Regions from separate parts of the Lactuca sativa genome. Here region 2 is linked to region 1. A link is a contact called in public Hi-C data. All regions are on one chromosome and are shown on one strand. The core of a region is the stretch at or near the end of the contact, and the rest is flanking DNA. Distances in the headings are between cores, read along the strand shown.

Evidence for each region. Hi-C and Micro-C count contacts between places; a contact is called where the count stands out from the background.
Region 2: a Hi-C map of seed shows a contact between it and region 1, with 9 times the contacts expected there. The contact joins the promoter of LOC111916487 here to the promoter of LOC111916488 in region 1. A contact is called at or near these places in 2 of 4 Hi-C or Micro-C datasets (leaf and seed).

Annotation. Positions count from the first base shown.
Region 1 is chr3:273,171,610-273,174,570 of Lsat_Salinas_v11, reverse strand. LOC111916488 (armadillo repeat-containing protein LFR) reads left to right here and starts at 1,546. Exons shown (of 11, transcript XR_008231141.1): 1 at 1,546-1,763; 2 at 2,410-2,579; 3 at 2,682-2,812; 4 at 2,905-2,961.
Region 2 is chr3:273,341,141-273,344,101 of Lsat_Salinas_v11, reverse strand. It overlaps LOC111916487 (GDP-mannose 3,5-epimerase 2), which reads right to left and starts at 1,409. Exons shown (of 7, transcript XM_023912155.2): 1 at 1,251-1,409.

The DNA of each region.
Region 1 (2,961 bases), core at 297-2,796:
AATCAAACCATCTTATAATTTAAATAACACCACACATACACTAAAACAATCAAATTTCTACAAATTTACTAACTTTTATTTTTTTATAAACAAGTTTAGCTACTTACTTCTTTTACCATGATCAAAAACCATTTAAAGACTAGGTGATGATATCATTACAAAATGCTTTTACATTATCTCGAAATTATTGTGTAGGGATGAGCAAAAGGACAGAACCGGCCGGAACCGGCCTGAACCGGACTGGAACCGGGAACCGGCTTCGGTTAAAATCAAGAACCGAACCGGCCCGGCGGTTCTACCGGTTCCGGTTCCACCGGTTCCCGGTTCCTACCGGTTCTTGTCGTGTCTCCAAATGTTGGAACCGGTCCTCGAAAAATAGCATCATACGGTTCCGGTTTTTACCGGTTCTACCGGTTCCGGTTATATCGGTTCCCGGTTCTAAAAATCCACAAAAATAACGTCCCGATCCCGGCCCGACTGGTTCCATCGGGTTCCGGTTCCGGTGCCGGTTCCGGTTCCGGTACCGGTTTCGACCGGTTCCCCGGTCCATATGCACATCCCTATTATTGTGTACTTTATCGTAATATGAAAGTATGTTTATGCTTAAACATTGGGCTATACATAAACATTGGACTACACTCAACGCATTGGCCATAGCCTAATATTGATTGATATGCGGCCCTTTATCCACAATCCCATTTTGAGACATTTCTATTTAGGTTTCATTATAAGTTACGTAGTATTATTTTTTTTTTCAACCTTCGCATAATGTAATCTATTGTTATTTTATGAAATGGAATTTAGTTTATTATTATTGCAAAGCCACAATAAAGATAAAAACTGGGATTGTTTATTTGTCTTGAATAACTATACCATATAAAATAGAACCAATGATGATTTGCTCCCTAAACCAACGATCACACTAATTTTAATATTTGGGTTCCACAATCATGAACTCAAATCATTTTTAAATTTCAATATTTAAAGTGTGTTAGACAAAACTAATTAATAGCCGAAAGCTAAAAATTAATAGTTAGTAGTTGATATCTGAAAATTGAAACTTATAACTTATATTTGTATAAAAGTATAAGACAAAACTAGATGTTAGTTATTAATGGTGTAAAATTACATCAATATAAAAAACTAAAACTCCAATTAGCTTTTAAATTTTTATTTAAAATAAAAGTTAAAAATTTATATGGCTGAATGAAGTTTTTTCTTTTAGAAAACAAATTTTTTTTTTTATTTTAAACACACCTAAAATCAATTTTTTTATTTTTTTATTTTTTATTTTTTTATTTTTATTTTTTATAAATCGGTTTGGTTCAAATTACAAACAAGTGCAAATCGAATTCATTGTCGATTTCTAAAAATCTAGACCAAAGTCGAGAAGATATAATCGTCTATTCTTCCGTTAAGTTTTAAACATAGCCAAATAAAGATGGGACCAAAATGAAAAGTTTTTTAAAAAATGGGCACATTCCAATTAACTTTAAACAAGTGGCTGGCTTAAATTTTAAAAAACGAAACCAATGCCAAATAAAAAGTTATCCCCGTTGCACGTGTGTTTCTTGTGCGAGAGATGCAGAAGCGAGAGCTAGGTAAGCAAGGCGGAGGGTCGGGTGGCTCCGGCACTCCGGCGGCGAAGAGAGGCCGCCCTTTCGGAAGCACTAATAGCAACTTAGCTGCAGCTGCGGCAGCCGACGCGGCAGCTCCATCGACACTCCTTGGCCCATCGCTCCAAGTTCACTCCTCTTTCGCTGGTTAGACCTTTTTCAAAACCCTAATTCTGTTATTAATCCTCTATTCTTCGCGAAACATCAAAACTGTGCTAGCTAGCACTTTCCAAATCCGTAGTTTTATCTAGGTTTTGTTACTAATTTATCTTCAGTACGTAAAAATTGTAAACATTGTCTTAGGTTTTATGCAATTGTCTATTTCTTTAATGGAAAATGCTTAATATCCGCTACACATCTGAAGCCGAAAGCAAACTTATGTTTATTAAAAGCCATTGCTTACCCTTCTTCTTGGAAATGTAGTATCGTCATCAGTACTTTCAGATTATATTTTCCAAATCATAGTGATTATACTAGTAATACTAAAAAGTAATTATTTGTTGACACTAGGTTGTCAACCTACTAGCTTTTGTGTTAACTGTAATGTAATTATAGACCCAAGTTTATATAACTAGTTTTAATGACAACCAAGGACAGTTATTGGTGTCGCTTTTGATTCCCAGGGAATGTGTTTATAAATTATACTCCAGTTCCCCTTTGCGTCTTTTATTTGTTGATAAAATGTTTTGTTTATATGCATGTGAAGTGAAACTAATAGCAAACAGATATATCATTTGTTATTGAAAAATGAAACTACTTATCTTCAAGATTTAGTCTTTTTCCTCTTGTCCAGATCAAAACAATAAAAGGATTGTTCTTGCTCTTCAAAGTGGATTAAAAAGCGAGCTGACATGGGCACTAAATACACTAACTTTACTTTCATTCAAAGAGAAAGATGAAGTGAGAAAAGATGCAACTCCATTAGCAAAAATCCCTGGATTACTCGATGCTCTTCTCCAAGTTGTATGTAACCACTCTTTTCTAAACTTTCATCTTTTAAAATTAACAGGACCCATGATTTATTTATATTTACACATTTCATAAATGCAATAAAACTTCAAACAGATCGATGATTGGCGTGACATCACTCTCCCAAAAGAGCTCATAAAGACACCAAGAACAAGGTCTCTAGGTGTTAACTCCATTGTTACTGGATTTGGAAACGAGTTCAAAGCTTTAGGCTCAAATGATGTGAAGTAAGATTAAGATCCATTTCTTTTTATACATTTGTAAGATTCTTGATTTGTGTGAAACATTGAGACTCATTTCTTTTTTAAAAAAATGGCAGCATAGGGTCTGTTTCAGAGGCATCCATGCAGAAAAAAGCAACAAAGTCTCAACCTGC
Region 2 (2,961 bases), core at 160-2,659, 170 kb before region 1:
AAGCAACATTTCTTCTAGAATGATTGTGATTTGGGGTTTTGTTCTTTAGTGGTTTGTGTTTATTATCGAATGATACAAAAAAGACAACTTTTTTACTTCTGTTTTACACGATTAATTTCAATTTCAATATTGATTAATGTTTTTACCCTTTAAACCAAGACTCTTGATGTGAAAAACTGAAATTAACTACATGCAATAACATGGTACAATTTCAATTGCATATGATACAAGTCACTCACATACAAATGTTCGTGATTTTCCATTTTTTTTTTCCTTTTGAAAGATTTACATGAGCCAATAGAAAAACATCAAAAAGTAATTTGTGTTTAATTGTGGGATTTTAAATGGGTTTAAAATTTAAAATATTATAAAATGACTTTTAGACGTCAATTTATATTGAAATTTTGTATGGATACCTAAAACCCCAAATTAACCTAAACTTGAACTCAGGTGATTTGGTTTTTGTTTAATCTAAATGGGAAAATGGTGCACATGTGATGAACAAAAACATTGACACCCAATGAACATTTTTTGAATCTTTATGATCGATGTCGCATGTGCATTTGCATCCATCTTGAATCAACGTCGCCGGAAAAAGACTTCCGTTTTCCGTCACAGTACGTCAACCTCCGGCGACATCTACAGATACACAAAGATGAAAGACTACTGGAAAATGACTTCCGTTCATCAGAATCCACCGTCTTTAATCGGAAACTCCCTACTTTTATTTACCATCACGGCGGAGATTTCGTGATGACTTCCGCTTTTCAACGTTAATTTATTACCTCACATACTTTTTAAGAGCTTCGGTTGAGTACAAAAATTAGAGGGCCTACCAATCCTCCTAAAACCCTACAAACTTGCCGAATATTCTAAAATGAAAATCCTTTGTGCAGTGATTGTGTTTAATGTTTGCTTGTGTACGTCTGTAGGAAGAAGAGACAGGGGAACACACAAACAGACTGTAGGGAAGCCAATGGAACACGCCTTTTAAACGATTCATACAATTAGAATGGGAGAAACATCATAAAGTTTAATCTCAGAGAATTTTAGAGAAATCATACGACTCAAACACCTAATTAACACATAAAATCGATAAGAACAGTATGAAACCTAGACAATTCTCTTATCCTCTGCCATATAAACACCGCAAATCTCAACAAAATCCGTATCCGATCACCAAACAAATTACGATAGATATGAATAATACAAGAGATTAATGTCGAAAGTTTACAAGAACTTAGAATTACCTGAAGATTTTGCCGAAATATTGCAGGGATTTAAGGGTGAGGTTTGGTTTGCTCTGCAAATCCTCGAGCGAGATAATTTGGGCGGCACTCGTGTCCTACTCGTATGGGTGCAAATACACTCCAATTATCCTTCAATTTCTACTCGACTTAATTGCCCTTTTATTCACATTTTTTGAGCTTCAACTTTATCTTTTCACGTTTTAAATTTTGTGGACATAAAAAAATATTTTTTAAGGAAAATAACTTATAACATGAATATCGTGGGAAAAGTTTGGATTTTTACTATTGTTAATAAATTTATATACCCGTATTGTCCTAAAAACGTTTAATGTGATAAAACTCGTTTTAATATAAAATATGAATCAGGTGTTAAATCTTTTGCTTTTTTAAATGTTTGTTTGCTTTTTTTCATTATGTATATGATAGGCAATAGGGTATTAGTTAAAATCGGTACTAACTGAAATGTTTAGTTACAAGACTTACGATCAATTAAAAAAATATCAGTTAAAGATATGTTGTGCATAAAAGTTTGGATTTTTTCAATTATTAATAAATTTGTGTATTCATATTGTCCTACAAACGTTTAATGTGATAAAACTCGTCTTAATATAAAATATGAATCTGGTGTTAAATCTTTTGTTTTTTCTTCCATTATGTATAAGATGGCAATATGGTATTTAATCAAAATCGATACTAACTCAAACGTTTATATACGAAACTTAAGATCGATAATAAAAATATCAGTTAGAGATATATTGTGCATAATTTATAAAAATATTTTTTAAGAAAAATAATTTATAACATGAATATCGAGAGAAAAGTTTGGATTTTTCCAACTGTTAATAAATGTGTGTACCGATATTGTCCTAAAAACGTTTAATGTGATAAAACTCGTTTTAATGTGGAATATGAATCAGGTGTTAAATCTTTTATTTATTTTAAATGTTTGTTTGCTTTTTTCCAATATGTATAAGATGGCAATATGGTATTAATGAAAACCGATACTAAATCAGACGTTTAGATACGAAACCTATGATTAATCACAAAAATATAAGTTAGAGATATATTGTGCATAATTTTGAGAATATACATTGACTATGAAGTTGATAATATTATCAACCTAGTAGTACTTCAACATTCATATATATATAGGGACAATCTAACTATGCCGGATTTAGAATAAAAACCTAGGGTATACAATGAATGATACAAAAAAATAACTTAAACCGGCCTATAGTATAATTAAAAAAATTATCACGTCATCGAAAAGAAAAACAAATTGCATTTTAATTTGTTATTTATGAGTTTACATATTTTAGGAATTTTTCTAATTAAATAAACATCTGTTCTTTTTTTTTTTTTTTACTTTTTAAAAAAATTCAACACCCTAATTTAAAAATTAAAATAAAAAAAGACATAAAAATTAACGACTTTACGACTTTAAACATCAAATTTTCGAAATTTTAAACCACGTTTCTTATTGGATTTTGATAGGGTTTATTTTTTTTCTCTAAATTTCTAGAGAATCTTGATATACAAGCATTTAAAGCATTTAAATGAGGATATGCAAACTTACTATTTATTGTTTTAAAAATGGAATTATTTACACAATTAGCACTTCTTGTACAAGTTCAAGGGTATGCAAAGTCATACCCTTATTAACCACTAGATCCGCCCATGCAATCTAAGCATGTCCTAATGTATTTGGAAG